Linked DNA regions of Columba livia: region 2 is linked to region 1. The links are chromatin contacts, called in public Hi-C maps. All regions are on one chromosome and are shown on one strand. The core of a region is the stretch at or near the end of the contact, and the rest is flanking DNA. Distances in the headings are between cores, read along the strand shown. Region 1 overlaps SLC45A2 (solute carrier family 45 member 2). Region 2 overlaps RAI14 (retinoic acid induced 14).

The links. A called contact is a pair of places that touch in the nucleus more often than the background predicts.
Region 2: a contact with region 1 is called in a Hi-C map of liver, with 5 times the contacts expected there. The contact joins two enhancer-like sites. A contact is called at or near these places in 2 of 2 Hi-C or Micro-C datasets (crop and liver).

What each region holds. Positions count from the first base shown.
Region 1 is chrZ:20,232,476-20,239,270 of bColLiv1.pat.W.v2, forward strand. SLC45A2 (solute carrier family 45 member 2) reads right to left here. Exons shown (of 7, transcript XM_005506011.3): 7 at 3,440-6,538. The coding sequence ends at 6,314. Among named protein-coding and RNA genes, the nearest start is that of RXFP3, 11 kb to the left of the region's middle. Within about 2 kb of position 4,191, at least 1 of the 3 cell types and tissues checked has an H3K27ac peak away from gene starts, as active enhancers do.
Region 2 is chrZ:20,441,605-20,448,399 of bColLiv1.pat.W.v2, forward strand. RAI14 (retinoic acid induced 14) reads left to right here. Exons shown (of 19, transcript XM_065047542.1): 5 at 2,676-2,764; 6 at 4,520-4,584. Among named protein-coding and RNA genes, the nearest start is that of BRIX1, 39 kb to the right of the region's middle. Within about 2 kb of position 2,622, at least 1 of the 3 cell types and tissues checked has an H3K27ac peak away from gene starts, as active enhancers do.

The sequences.
Region 1 (6,795 bases), core at 2,941-5,440:
ATGATCTGATGATGCAACAGAGTGCACCCCACCATGTTTGCAAATGATACAAAAATGGGAGAAATGGCAGATACACAAGAGGCTTGGGCCACTATTCAGAGGGACCTTGATGGGCTGGAGAAATGGGCCAAGAAGAACCTCAGGGGGTCCAACAAAGGGAAATGTAATAAGCAGAGCATTGCCAGCAGATCTAGGGAGTTGATCCTTCCCCTCTGCTCAGCCTGGTGAGGCCACATTTGGGATGCAGTGTCCAATTCTGGGCTCCCCAGTACAAGAGAGAGATTAATTTACGGAGAGGCTCCAGTATGATGTAGGGCTTGAAGCATCTGTCATGTAAGGAAAGGCTGACAGATCTGGGGAGCTGAGAAGATTCAGGGGGATCTTATCAATGTGTGTGAGTACCTGATTGGGGTGGGGGTTAAAGAAGATCGAACCAGACTCTTCTCAGTGTTGTCCAGGGAATGGACAACAGGCAATGGACAACAGGCAATAGGCAGAACCTGAAATTCAATACATTTCATTTAAATGAGGAAAAAAACCCACCTTTTTATGGTGAGTGTGGTCAAACACCAGAAGAGGTCACCCAGAGAGACTGTGGAGTCTCCATCTTTGGAAATACTCAGTATCTGAGCACATGCAGTCTGGCCAGCTGCTGTAGCAACTTTGTGCTGAGCCCGAGGACTGGACTAGGTCACCTCCAGAGGCAACCCCAACTATTCTGTGCCTTGGTGTGATTCTGTGACGGCAAATAAATTGCTACGAATACGTCTTTGTTCCAATACAGTAGAATGTGCACATGTCTGTCTTGCCTGACATTTTTTCTGCAAAAACTCTAAAAACTAGATCACCTCCTATTGTATATTCTAAATTATCTAATATATGTTTATGGTCATAAAGAGATTTCAAAAATGCTTTCACTGCTTTTTATTACTGCTGAAACAGTTGAGGGAAGCTTAGAGGAAACATACTCTTCCTTTTGCCCATCAAAAAGCATTTTCTGCTGAACCCCAGTCCCTTATTAATAGGCAAATCCAGTGATGCATATACAGGTAGAGAGCTATCCATGAGCTCCTGGACTGAAAGTAACAGGTCTCCTATAGCACTGTATTAAATAACTGCTCAACATGTACAGCTGATAATAAATAGTTAAAAAGAAGAATCTAGTTTGAATTTCAGATTTGGGATTACATTTTCAGAGACATAGACTGAAATTTTGAATTTTGAGCACACTTGGTATGAAGTCATTCCAAGTAAAATGTTCAAAAAACCCCAACATTTCTGTTCAGAAAGGAACAACACCCTTTAATAAGGTGCCATCTCTCAGAGAGAAACATAGTTTTAACAGCTGTTTTATTGCCATATTTTGCAATGTTATGGCAATCTAACTATATGTGGCATATATTTCTTAAAGGTCTTTTTATTGGGATTGGGTGTTATGTTGAAATTTCAGCACGTACTAAAGAAAGAGGTAATCCAGCCCCCAAAATCCCTGGAATCTGATAACTTGCAAATTGCATTGCAATATGTATGGCATTTATTTTATTAAAAACAAACAAACAAACAAACAAAATCAGATCTGAATGTTGAAGAGCACAACAAATCATTTGAGATACATTTGCAGTTATATGGTGACACATGCAACTCCAGGCTAGTGCTCCCAGCCTTTAACAAAAGGTATCTCTGCCAGAACCTTCTTCTTCCACTCATGTCTCTCCTTAGACCCCGCATTTCTGCTGTCTTTCCCTCTGCTCCTCAACACCTTATGAGCAGAGGCGCACTGAAAACAGAGAGGTCAAAGACCCTGAGGCTGTCTGTTGTGCTCTCTGTGTCCTCCACTGTCCCTTCCTCCTGTTGCACCTTACTTGTCAGGAAGAAATGCGACAGAAATTCATCCACCAAACAAATGAGGGATGGCTGCACTCCAGGACTGAGTCTTGGCATTAGCACTGAAGGTTTCAAAGGCCAGATTCTACCATGAGTTTGGTGCTAAGTGTGTTCTTGGTGGGCTCCTACCTATGTGTTCATGTACTGGTGTCTTCATTGGCATTACACAGCTGGGTTACAGCTATTAGTAAGCAACTTTCTTTTGCTGACACATGAAAAGAGAGAGCTGAATTGCAGCAGCACGTCACTTCAGGGTGAGATGAAACAGGAGGAGAATTGATGCTAGAAAGCAATGCGAGGCAAGGCAGGGAGCTCCTACGCCCTGGAGAAGTGCTATAATGTCATTAAACACCGGGGGGCAACCAAGCACCCAGCCTTCAAGTAAGAAAATACTTGATCTACTGAAAGACAGCAGCTCCGTTCACTCTCCTCTTTGGAGCAGACATAGCCTTTGATAATTACCCTTTCAAAAATAAATCAAATTTTTTAGAAAAGGTCACAGATCTCTCTCCTTGAAAATATCAGGCAGGATCTGCTTATCTCAGTCTACTGTGCAATCCAGAGTGAGAGCACTGAATTTTGTTTTCCCACTACTGCAAGTGCTTACCTGGAGCAACACAAGGCCATACTCTCTGGTTTGATGTCTCTGCATGATGTGAAATCATTATTCTTTAATACACGGGTAAAATATGAATACATGGGGAAGTAAAAAGTTCATTTTCAAGAGGAAACATTAGGAAATACAACTGATTAACATGTTTTGCATACCTAAAGGAGCAATGTATGAAACTGAATACACCATAGAAATCAACAGAATTACAGGTTACTTTTCACAATTTAGTCTTGAACAAGTGACCCTGACCATTTGCTGCTTAAATAAAAAAAGAAGGGGCAGCTAGGGAATAATAAATGAATGCTGGAAACTTAGAGGGAAAAGTTTGGGCTTATAGGTCATTTTTCATAGCTTTATCATGCCAAAAATAATTTAAAGACACTTTACAGCAGATGCTTCCACCCATATCCTTCATGAAGCAATCCCTCTACAAAAATATCAAATGTCATCATTGTCACACCTCCTGCTCACACCACTCTCCCTATCTTTTGATATGCTGCAGGGACTGGTACCATTTCATGGGCACCAATGCTAAAGTTGCAAGTTCATCCTGACTTGCGTAGTTTACCTGGAAGAAAAGTGTCTCCCACAAACCACCTGAGTTGCTTTTTTTCCAAGAAAGTCAAACAAATGTAATGAGATCACTGTGAAGACCAGAATGAACATCAGGGAAGAAAAATGTTACTAACACTGCGAGTGCTCTAAACAAGAGAACCAAAACTTCCTTGAATGGTTTGCTTGCATGACAGGCCTGCTTGTGAAATGGGAATGTGGCAGGCATTCATAAGAGAAAGAAAAAGGAAAGTGTCATTTAGATAAGATGGCAACCTTGTTTCCTACCTCATTTCATTCAGTCATGACTAATTCTGTTGAAGTGGGAGGGAGGAGGGGTTGGTTACCTCAAGACCCCTTGTCTTTATCTAAACATATCATTTGCATAAACACAATACAAAGGTCTTTATTTATTTGATTTCATGTCTGGAAACAAAACCAGATGAGAAAGATCACAGTCAGGATACTTCTAACTTTGAAACTCACATCACTGCAATAAAAGCCGATAATAAGTGCAATAGATAATCGTATTGATAATTCAAGTCCTGAACTATGTAAAATATCAGGAAAGGTATAACTTCTTAAATTAGTAACACCACAGTACAGTTTTTCAGTGCCTTTAACATTTTTAACATTTTAGCATTTGCATTGCTGAAATACTTACCTTATCCCTTCTCATGAATCAGTAACATTTTAGATTGTTTTCAGTAACACTAGAAATATTTTTTCTACTTCAGAGAGATCACCATCACAATTTTTCTGGTTTAAACACTGTATTTCAAGTTGTATGTAGTTTTTTGTCTGCTTGCTATTCTATTTTTGATGAAGACTCATTAAGAGAGATACTATTTAGTCTTAGAAACAAATATGGGATGTTTTTATAGTAAGATTTCATGTTCTGTGTTCTGTAGCATGCAGAAAATTATAAAAGGAAAGATCATAAGAAAGATGATAATGTGAGAACTCGAAACACTTTTCTCTGTAAAATTTCGTAAATAAAAACATTGATATATGTGATGGTCACATTTCTGTTCTCTCTGCAGGTCACAATTCTTATTTTGCTACAGATCCACAGTCGCTCTGTGGGCCTGAATCAATGCCAGCTTTCTCTTTGTGTAACAGAGCAGAGATAGCACTGCCCATTCAAATTTTAATGTTCTGACGGCATTTGACCTCAGAGAAAATATTGTCAAAAACGCAGGTCTTGTGAAGTTCCTTTCCCAGCTTCACACTGAGATGGGAACTTTATGTCTTCAGCTCCTGGAGCACGGGTTTACATTGTGCTTCAAATCCTGCAGTTCTATAAGACCAGATCACCTCTTCTTATCTCAATTGTTATGGCTCCACAGAAGCCTCACTCTTCCCTTAAAGATTCCTCCTCCCAGGAGATATGGAGTTAATGGAAGTTAATTAGTTAATGATGGCATAAAGTGAACTGAGAAGACAACTGCTCTTCATTCTCTGGCCTTCTCCTGTTTGTCCTGGTTGAGACCCTTGTGCTCCAGCCATGAGCATCTATGAGGTTTTCAATCACAGTTCAAGGGCTCAGCTTTTCTCTTCCATGAGTGTGAAATGAGATGGATTCATGAAGAGCTACAAAAATGGAAGAAACCATAAAAAGTGGCTCTTTCATACAGCAGAATGAAGAAGCTGTGAAAAAGTTCAAGGTTTGCCAGGCACTGAGCCCTGATTTGGGCCTTCATTGGAGACACAGTCACCAACAAGAAAAGGTAGCTGAGGCTGTCATGGGCTTGTTATAATTAATAAGAGTGTGTCTAAGGGAAAATTGTTTTTCCTGAGAATAAAAGACTCGCTCTACTCTTGAAAACATACAAAAAGGATGAAGTTAGTGCATCTCAACAGAGGCACCTTATGCTCAGATCTAAGTGTTTATTTGTGATGGTGTCAGTTTGTATCATGCAGAACTTCTAAGAGCTCATCAGTGCATTTGACTGAACAGTGTTAATAATATATGTGCAACATTTAAAAAACAAAACAAAACAAAACACCATACCTGGTAATGGTCTCTCTATGTCACTGTTCATTAACAATATTGTATTGGCAGATGGCTTCATGTGGCTCAGCATATAACAGCAAATGGATATGACAGTTTTCAAGACAGAGGGAGCACAGCATAAATACAGTTTATCACTTTCACAGACACAGGATTTTCAAAACTCTGGCAATATTATAAAAATAAGAATGAAGCTTCACATGCAACTGCACTTTAGTATTTACTGTGAAATAATTCCTGATTGCAGAGCTGAATTTATTTACAATATTCTGTAAAAGAGCAAATACCATTCCACTCAAAGCTAGATGCATGAAGGAAAACAGAGAAAACAGAGATGCCACTATAAGCTAAATACTGTCATATCTGATATCAAGATTTAAGTGGATGACAAGCGTTCATAAAATTCTTCTTTTGGCCAAGTTTTTTTTTCAATTACAGTATCAAAGTCAAGAGGTGAGCTTCTTAAGAAGGAAGAAATGGCAGCTGTTTCCCATAGATGGATTGTTTAGGTGCCTACACATGGATTTGCAGAGCAGAGTTAGGCAGACTTTTGTGACAAGCTCAGTCAGTATAATACTTCCATTTATACAGAAGCAGCAGGATCGAGTATAAAATAATTACTTAACTATTATGCTTTAAACAATAGTCTTCAATCTTTTTACATTTCAGTCATCTTTCACACCCAAATCTGCTTTTGACAGTAGCTGGGAATAAACTGATTCCATGAAACAGTACTACTAATCATAACACAGTTACACCCTGCATGGCCTCTTAGACCTGTTTGGCACTCCTGCAGCTTTTGACTGCCAGAAGCAATATCCCCAAAATTAAGATACCTGAAAAAACCCAGGATAAATAACAACTGTCTTCCTAAGCCTGTCCATTTTTATTACTTCTTCAATTTATCACATACTTATCTACTAACTTCCACAAATAGGTAATGAAGAGTTTTGTAATGACTCCTCATGTAGGGCATCAAGATACCATGGGCGTACACACCGTTATGTGTAATAGCACATCAGCAGGAATGAAGTAATAAAGCAGGCAAAATACAAAAGCTTCCTAACTCAGGCATTAGGTTACCAGTTTTATCAAGTCTCCATTTCATAAAGCTCTGGAATTGCAACCACTCCGAGGAAGGAAGAGAGTAGGACGTGCCAGCAGTACTAGCATGGCAACAGCGCCAGTGCCACTGACACAAAAAGAAAATGCTCCCCTGGGGAGATGTCTTCCAATTGCTTCACACAGTCCTACTGCACATATCGAACACGAAAAGCAACAAAGCAGCAGCCAATCAGTGACACCGTAGATGCCGAAATCACAGTGACTGTGCTGCCAGCGATACTAACCAAGAACCCCAGGCCCACACCAAGAATGATCTGGGCCAGCTGGACCATGCAGGTGAGAGCGGCGCAGTCGATGCCCTTCCCTCGCTCATGATCTCCAGCTTCTACCCCGGCCTGCAGCTTGAGGCTCTGAAAATAAGCACAAAACAAAACACAGTGAAATGAGACAGCTCCAGCAACTTGCAGCTCTCAGGCAATGTTCTGTCCAGACTCCCAGATGCCGCAGGATGGGTCAACAGTGTGTCCTGGCAGCCAAGAGGCCAACCGTGTCCTGGGTGCATCCAGCACAGCATTGCCAGCCGGGCAGGGAGGTGATTGTCCCGCTCTGCTCTGCACTGGTGCGGCCTCACCTGGAGCTCTGTGTGCAGGTCTGGGCAACACAGGGT
Region 2 (6,795 bases), core at 1,372-3,871, 210 kb after region 1:
TTGCCTTCTGATTTTTAAGAAAAAGAAACATCTCACTGCAGTGTTCTGTGAGACATGGTAGCAGTACAAGGGTGTAGGCAGGGGACACATCAAGCATCTACAAGGCAGCTGTAGCAGCCCAATGCTGTCTGCCTTAGGTCACTGTATAAATGACTGAGAGTTAAACCTTTTCATCCTCTCTTTTCACTGGACTCTCCAAATAGCTTCTATACTTTCGTTTTCATTAGATCTTTACATCCTTTTTAGATGTTTTCTCATCTTTCGTACCACCAGTACAACTTACAGATGATGTTTCTTTCATCCCATCAGTTGGAGAGAAGCAATATTTTTAATCGGGCTTTTCTTACCTGAAAGCATTTTAGGCTGCACAAAACAAAGCATCTGCGTGTGAGGTGCCTTGTTGAGAACTGCCATGGGAATTGTTTGCATTGCTGGCACTGCTCTGTTCATAGGTGTGTAGCCTGAAAGGGGTTAAGTTTTTCTTCTCTCATTGATGCTTTCTTTGCAGTCTGATTTTTACCTAAATAAAACTTGTTTTGCACTTACGTATTCATGTTGCATTTGGCACCATCCTACACAGTCTGTCCATAAAACCTCAGTGTCTCAGATTTAGCCAAGTTATTATTAATTGGATATTTATTATTCTTAATATTGTCAAATGTAAGTGAGCCAAGTGCGTGCTTCACAGCCTTCCTAATACTTAAGTGACTTCAACTGTATTGTGTATCTACACAAATGTATCTGAATGTGTTTTGGTGTTCATTGGTATGTTGCTGGCTGAATTAGAGGTGTTGGAATTTGTCAGAGTCCTTTTGCATCCCTTTCCCAGACATTTTCCCAGAGCCTGAGAAACCTCTTCTTCTAAAGAAGAATGTTTACACAACTTTGCATTGGCCACCAAGTACATGAAAGTTTGATTTTTGAATGACTAGAGAACAGCCAGCAGCAGTGCTTTTTATGCTCTTGGAAGTGTTAACTCTTCAGTTTGTTTATGGCAGTAGTAAGCATGAGGATGAGCACACAGGATATTTTTATATTTGCAGAGCATGGTTCAAAAGTTAAGTACTGCCCATCTGCCGTTTGCAATCAGCAAAGTGTGGAAGGACTCCTCGTGGGAAGTGGGGTAGTTGCTGCGCTTCACAAAGGGCTCTGTTCCAGCAGATCTCCTGGTTTGATTAATTCTCCACCCTTTGCCAGATTATGTCTGTAGGTCTTTTTCTCTGCTGTTTCAAGGAGGCTGCAAAGAAGGCTACAGCTTAGAGAAACACAGCATTGCAGTTCACATATTATGTGCCAGAATTATCTGTTTCATTCTTGCATGTTATTCCCAGTTTTCCCGGTTAGCGGGCTGAACTTTCAGTGTTAGTTTTAACATTTTAAAGGAAACTGTTGTTCAAAATGTGAATTCTTTAATACAGAAGTTGGTGAGTCTTCATGATTCGTGGTGTTCCCTTTAGATTCCAGGGGAAAAATCCCCATTAACACAGGAGTGCATGATGTTAAAAATGGAAGTCTCCTTTAAGAGATATTAGAAAATATGCTGGGAATACTGACTTTTTCAGTTTGGGGCATGTTAATGAAGGCCCCAGCTTGTCATACACAATTTAATAGTAACTGGAAGTGTTTTGTTTTGAATTTGTGATTTGTTGTTGTTGTTTTTTCACATTAGTCCCGCTGGAAAACAGATCTGTATATCCATCTGATATTAGTAGGACACATGGGGAAGCAGTATGCCTGCCTGTACTGTGACCGTATCTTGAGACTTGATGGTGGCACGATATGCATGAGAAGGGTATAAATTTCTCTGTTTTCAGAAGTTTTTTTCCTTTGTTTTTGCTTCCCAGCAAAATTAAGTTAGCAGCGCATGTATAAAACTGATTCTGTGAATCCTGAGGTACCAAAGTTGTAAAACATGAACCTTCAGCTGTGAAAAAGCTTTAATTCATTGTAACTTCTTTGATTTGTTCTGTAATTATATCTTGGTTAATTGATTCTGTTAGGTGCGTCCTGTCATGGTGTGGTTGGTAACCTCCGCAATTTCCCACTGTTCAAACAAGCAGGTGCTTTAAGTGAACAGCAAAACCGAAAGATGAAAAAATACATCTCTAACATAGTCTCACAAGTATCCAGTAGCTTTGGTTTCTTCAGGTGGCATTCATGAACACTGAAAGTTTTTTTTTCCCCCCTCTACATAGAAGGATGGGCTCTGTAAAGAACAGTGCCAAAGCACAACTTGATTTAGTTTAATTTAAGAGCTGAATCACCTTTTAGAGGAACTAAATTCTGTCCACAGAAATGCGGGGAAATCAGGATTGACTAGAATGACTAGAGCAAAGTCAGTCATTGTGAATGTTTTCTTCATTAATTCCCTAAGCCCAGACATTCTTTGGGGATATATTCTCACCAGGGACATTAGTTGAAAAACTGGGTGCAACTAGATGCGCATAATATATATGGCATGGGTTAATGAGACAGCAGCATATGTGAAGGTATGACTACAAAGGCTTTGTGATATGCCTTCTCACTTTCAGAGCTATTGTCTTCTTGGGAGGCAGTGGAGAGATGCCAGGAGATCGAGGGGTGTGGAGGGGAGAACTTGCCAATACTTGGTTTGTGAATGAAAGAGAAAGGAGGTCTTAATAAAAGAAAAGTGACATGTAAATGCTCTCTTCCAGTTTTCACCTGGCAGCCACAAAGGGGCATGCAGAGTGCCTCAGGATCATGGTGACACATGGTGCAGATGTGACAGCCCAAGATGGTGCAGGTAAGCTTCTGTGAACTTACTCATGTAGCATAATACACTTAATTTGCCTATATAGCTCTTAGTGCAACTATGAATTTGACAACACTGCTTTTCCCCACACACTGTGCAGTAAAATCAGTTGTAAATCTTGCAGGTTCAGGCATACTTGCTTTTCTGTGTATAGAATTTAGATTCTAAAGCCATAAAAAACTTATGCCCTAATATACTATAAATGACAGCATTTATAGTGGACTGTAGATGCAAAATAGTCGCTCTTTTTTAAAAAAAAAAAAATTAAATGAAAAAAAAATAACCTCCACCAACTCTTTTTGTTAACTTTATTTGAAGCTTTTTGTAGGTTCAGTCAAGATCTTTGGTTTTGCTTTTATGTGTAGCCAAGCTGTTAACGCCATTAACTGTACAGGAGTTGCAGCAAGACATTTGCTCAGGATTGTGACACAGTGAAAAGGGCTGATACAAGCCAAAACAAAGCTAGGAGCTATTAAGTATGCTGTTTCAGCCCTCAAAAGTCTCATGCCTTAATTACTAATCTACTAGGAGAATGATGGGACCTGAATTTGAAACTGACAAACCCTTCTTAATGGATTTCAGTTGACATGACTGTGAAATCTGTGCCCAGCATTTTCTCTGGCTAGCGGAGTGACCTGAATGAACTGTCAGCATTCTGTCTCTCCAATAATGATCTGTAAATGTTGGGCTCACGAGTTCTGTTTTGGCCACTGATTGCAGCCTGAAGGAATTTCTGTCACACATGAGAATGATTTGCCTCTATAAGGAAGTGTCTGTGATGCTGGAAGCGGCATTTACATTACACATAATGATAGGGGAATATATGTACTTGATACACATTATTATTCAGAATTCGTACCTTGTCTTGCTTCAGGATTTAGAATTTATTAGTGTTTTGGATAATAAGAGGTTGCCTGCTCTCACCTCAGAGTGTCAACCCAGTATTCATTAAGGAAAGACTTGTCTGTAATATTAACATTATTTACAGTGAGATTCTACTGTCACAAGTGGCTCTGTCTGCACTGAGTACTAAATCTTGGCTCCTTCTTAATTACATGGATAATTTATTGTTTTGCTATCTTGGCCTCTTTATTTTTTTCAGATGTTCTGTAAATTAAACTAGAAGAGAGACTGCAGTCTTTCTTCATAAATCCATAATCAGTAAATCACTATATTGCATAGCTAAATGTGAGCTTACAGATCCTAAATAAATTAACAGAAAAGGGAATATGTGAGATACAAACCACAGTAGTCCTGTGTTCTGAGTCCTCTTCTACATGCACTCCATGGAGGACACGAATTTGCTGTAGTGGTAGCTGGTGAGTTTTGTTCTTGGTGCTGGGTTCCTTTTTCATTGTCAAATGGCAGAAATTGTGAAGACACTTGACAGTCATCTCTCTGCAAGGGAGGCTGAGTAATATAGGAAAATTGGGTTTTAAGAAACAAAACATAACTGCAGAATCTTAGACTTGCTTCTGCTAAGGTGTAGTCTGACTCAGTGTTTGTGTCATTCCTATATATGAAGCTAGACATTAAGATTATTCAGTTACCTGCCTGAACGGCAATCTGTCATAAAGACATTCTGCTTGATGTAGGTTTTTATTTTATTTTCTCTACCCTTGCTTTTCATGTACCATGACAGACATAACATGGGTAATTCAAAATTTCGCCTTTGTCATGGAAGAGTTTATTCCTGTGTTTCAGTGTGATTAAATACTCAATTTGCTTTGCTTTTTATTCATTTAGGACACAGTGCTTTACATCTTGCAGCAAAGAACAGCCACCCTGATTGCATTAAGAGGTTGCTTCAGGTAAAGTGAAAATCAAATTAGAAGTTTTCCTTTTGTTCCTCTAGATTGGTTCCACTAGATGTTGACATGGCCTACAGCTTCCTCACAAGGGGAGGAGGAATGGCGGGTGCTGGTCTCTATTCTCTGGTGACCAGTGACAGAACCCATGGGAATGGCAGGAAGATGTGCCAGGGGAGGTTTAGGTTGGACATTAGGAAAAGGTTCTTCCCCCAGAGGGTGGTGGAGCACTGGAACAGGCTCCCCAGGGAGGTGTCACAGCCCCAAGCCTGACAGCGTTCAAGAAGCAATTGTATGATGCCCTCAGACACATGGTGTGAACTGTGGGCTTGTCCTGTGCAGGGGCAGAAGCTGGACCTGATGATCCTTGTGGGTCCCTTCCAACTCGGGACATTCTATAATTCTACAGACATTTCCTGCTAACAATCTGTATCATACTCCTATACTGTTGTCCTGTCTCCTTGCAATCAAGTGAGGTGCTTGAATTTTATGACATTTTAAGCTCTGCGAATGGATGATAGAAAACAGTGTGGTGGCATCTTCCAGGGGTGGTCCACTTATACAGCTTTCCCTGTGCAGCTGATCTGATACAGCAAGGTTGGGTTTAAGCAGATTGGAGCTTCTGTCTAATTTCCCGTGTTTTGTCTGTGTGGTTGGATGGCTTGGAAGCAGAGGGATCAAGAGGCATAGGGAAAAACGATTTTTCAATTCTGGTGAGATTCTGATACTGTTCCACTGGAATGCTTTCTGTCTGTTGTTGACTGTAGAAATGTCTGTCAAGTTTAAAGTCAAAAGGAGAAGAAACTGAAGTAGTTTTGAAGCTAAAATATGGAAACACTTGAATCCTCAGTGAAATGAGGCAAAGGACAGTGGGTGCTCAGGGAGTAGAAAGAATGGGGAAAGAAAATGAGAGAAACAGAAGTGAAGATGAAGAAGAGATTCTTGTGGTGTTGAGGCTGAAGATGTGCATTAGTAAGCAAGGAGAGACATTGTCAGTCTCTCCTTACAGAAAGCCAAGTGAGTTTGATGGAGGTGATGAGAGGAATGGAACAGATTTTTAGGAGTTTGGAGTTAATAGTAAGACTGTGGCTCAGACTACTGATGAAATAATGAATAATAATCCCTCAGGGTGCAGTGGTACAGATTGGATCTCATACCCCAACTTCTAAATTGCTTTTACCTGGTCACTTCATGGCTTTCCAATTGTCCTGTGACTGACCCCGTCAAAGTCTCTGATGGTATTGGGTGCAGTTTCACCGATTCCTGCCTCCATACCCATTGCAAGCTGACTGCCCTGTTCCTGCACACCTGGAAAGGGTTATCATTAACCACCGAGGCTGTGCTCTCCGGGATTTCATAGTCAATATCCGCTACTGCAAAGACAAATGCATTTACAGCATAAACAGTGACATCAAGCTGCCACTGACGGTATCGCATGCAGCAGCCTGATCAACTCAGAAATTAGATGTGTGTTTAACAGCAAATACTGCTGCCCGTTTGCTTACGAGCTACAACCACAGAGTAATTTTGTTGATATCAATATTTTGCTAATTTTATTACAACATACAGATTTCCAAGCATGTTCATAAGTGCAAACCCACTGGTAATATTCTCCAATAATTCGTGCTCTTTGGATTGCTTCCTTGCTTCTGTGGACCAGCCTGATGTTATAAACTGTACGTGTGAGTAATGTCTAATCTTGACATGCAAGAGTCAATCTAAAACAGGCTAAATAATTATTTTACACAGACAGAATCTTGACATTTTTGTTACAGAATGTGGTAATCTATGTGAACCTGTTTTCCCAGAAAACCACAGAAGTGTTGGAGGCAGTGCTACATTCGAAAGTCAGAAACTAATGTTTGTTTTTAGAAGCCTATTATTTCAGGTTCATATCTTCTTGTTGTGTTCAAATAAGATCAACAAAGCTGGTGAGGGGTCTGGAGCACAAGTCTGATGGGGAGCAGCTGAGGGAACTGGGGCTGTTCAGCCTGGAGAAAAGGAGGCTGTGGGGAGAACTTATCACTGTCCACAACTACCTGAAAGGAGGTTGTAGCATGGAGGGTGTTGGTCTGTTCTCCCAAGTAGCAAGCGATAAGACAAGAGGAAATGACCTGAAGTTGCACCAGGGGAGATTTAGATTGGATATTAGGAAGAATTTCTTCCCAGAAAGGGTTGTCAAGCATTGGAACAGGCTGCCTAGGGAAGTGGTGG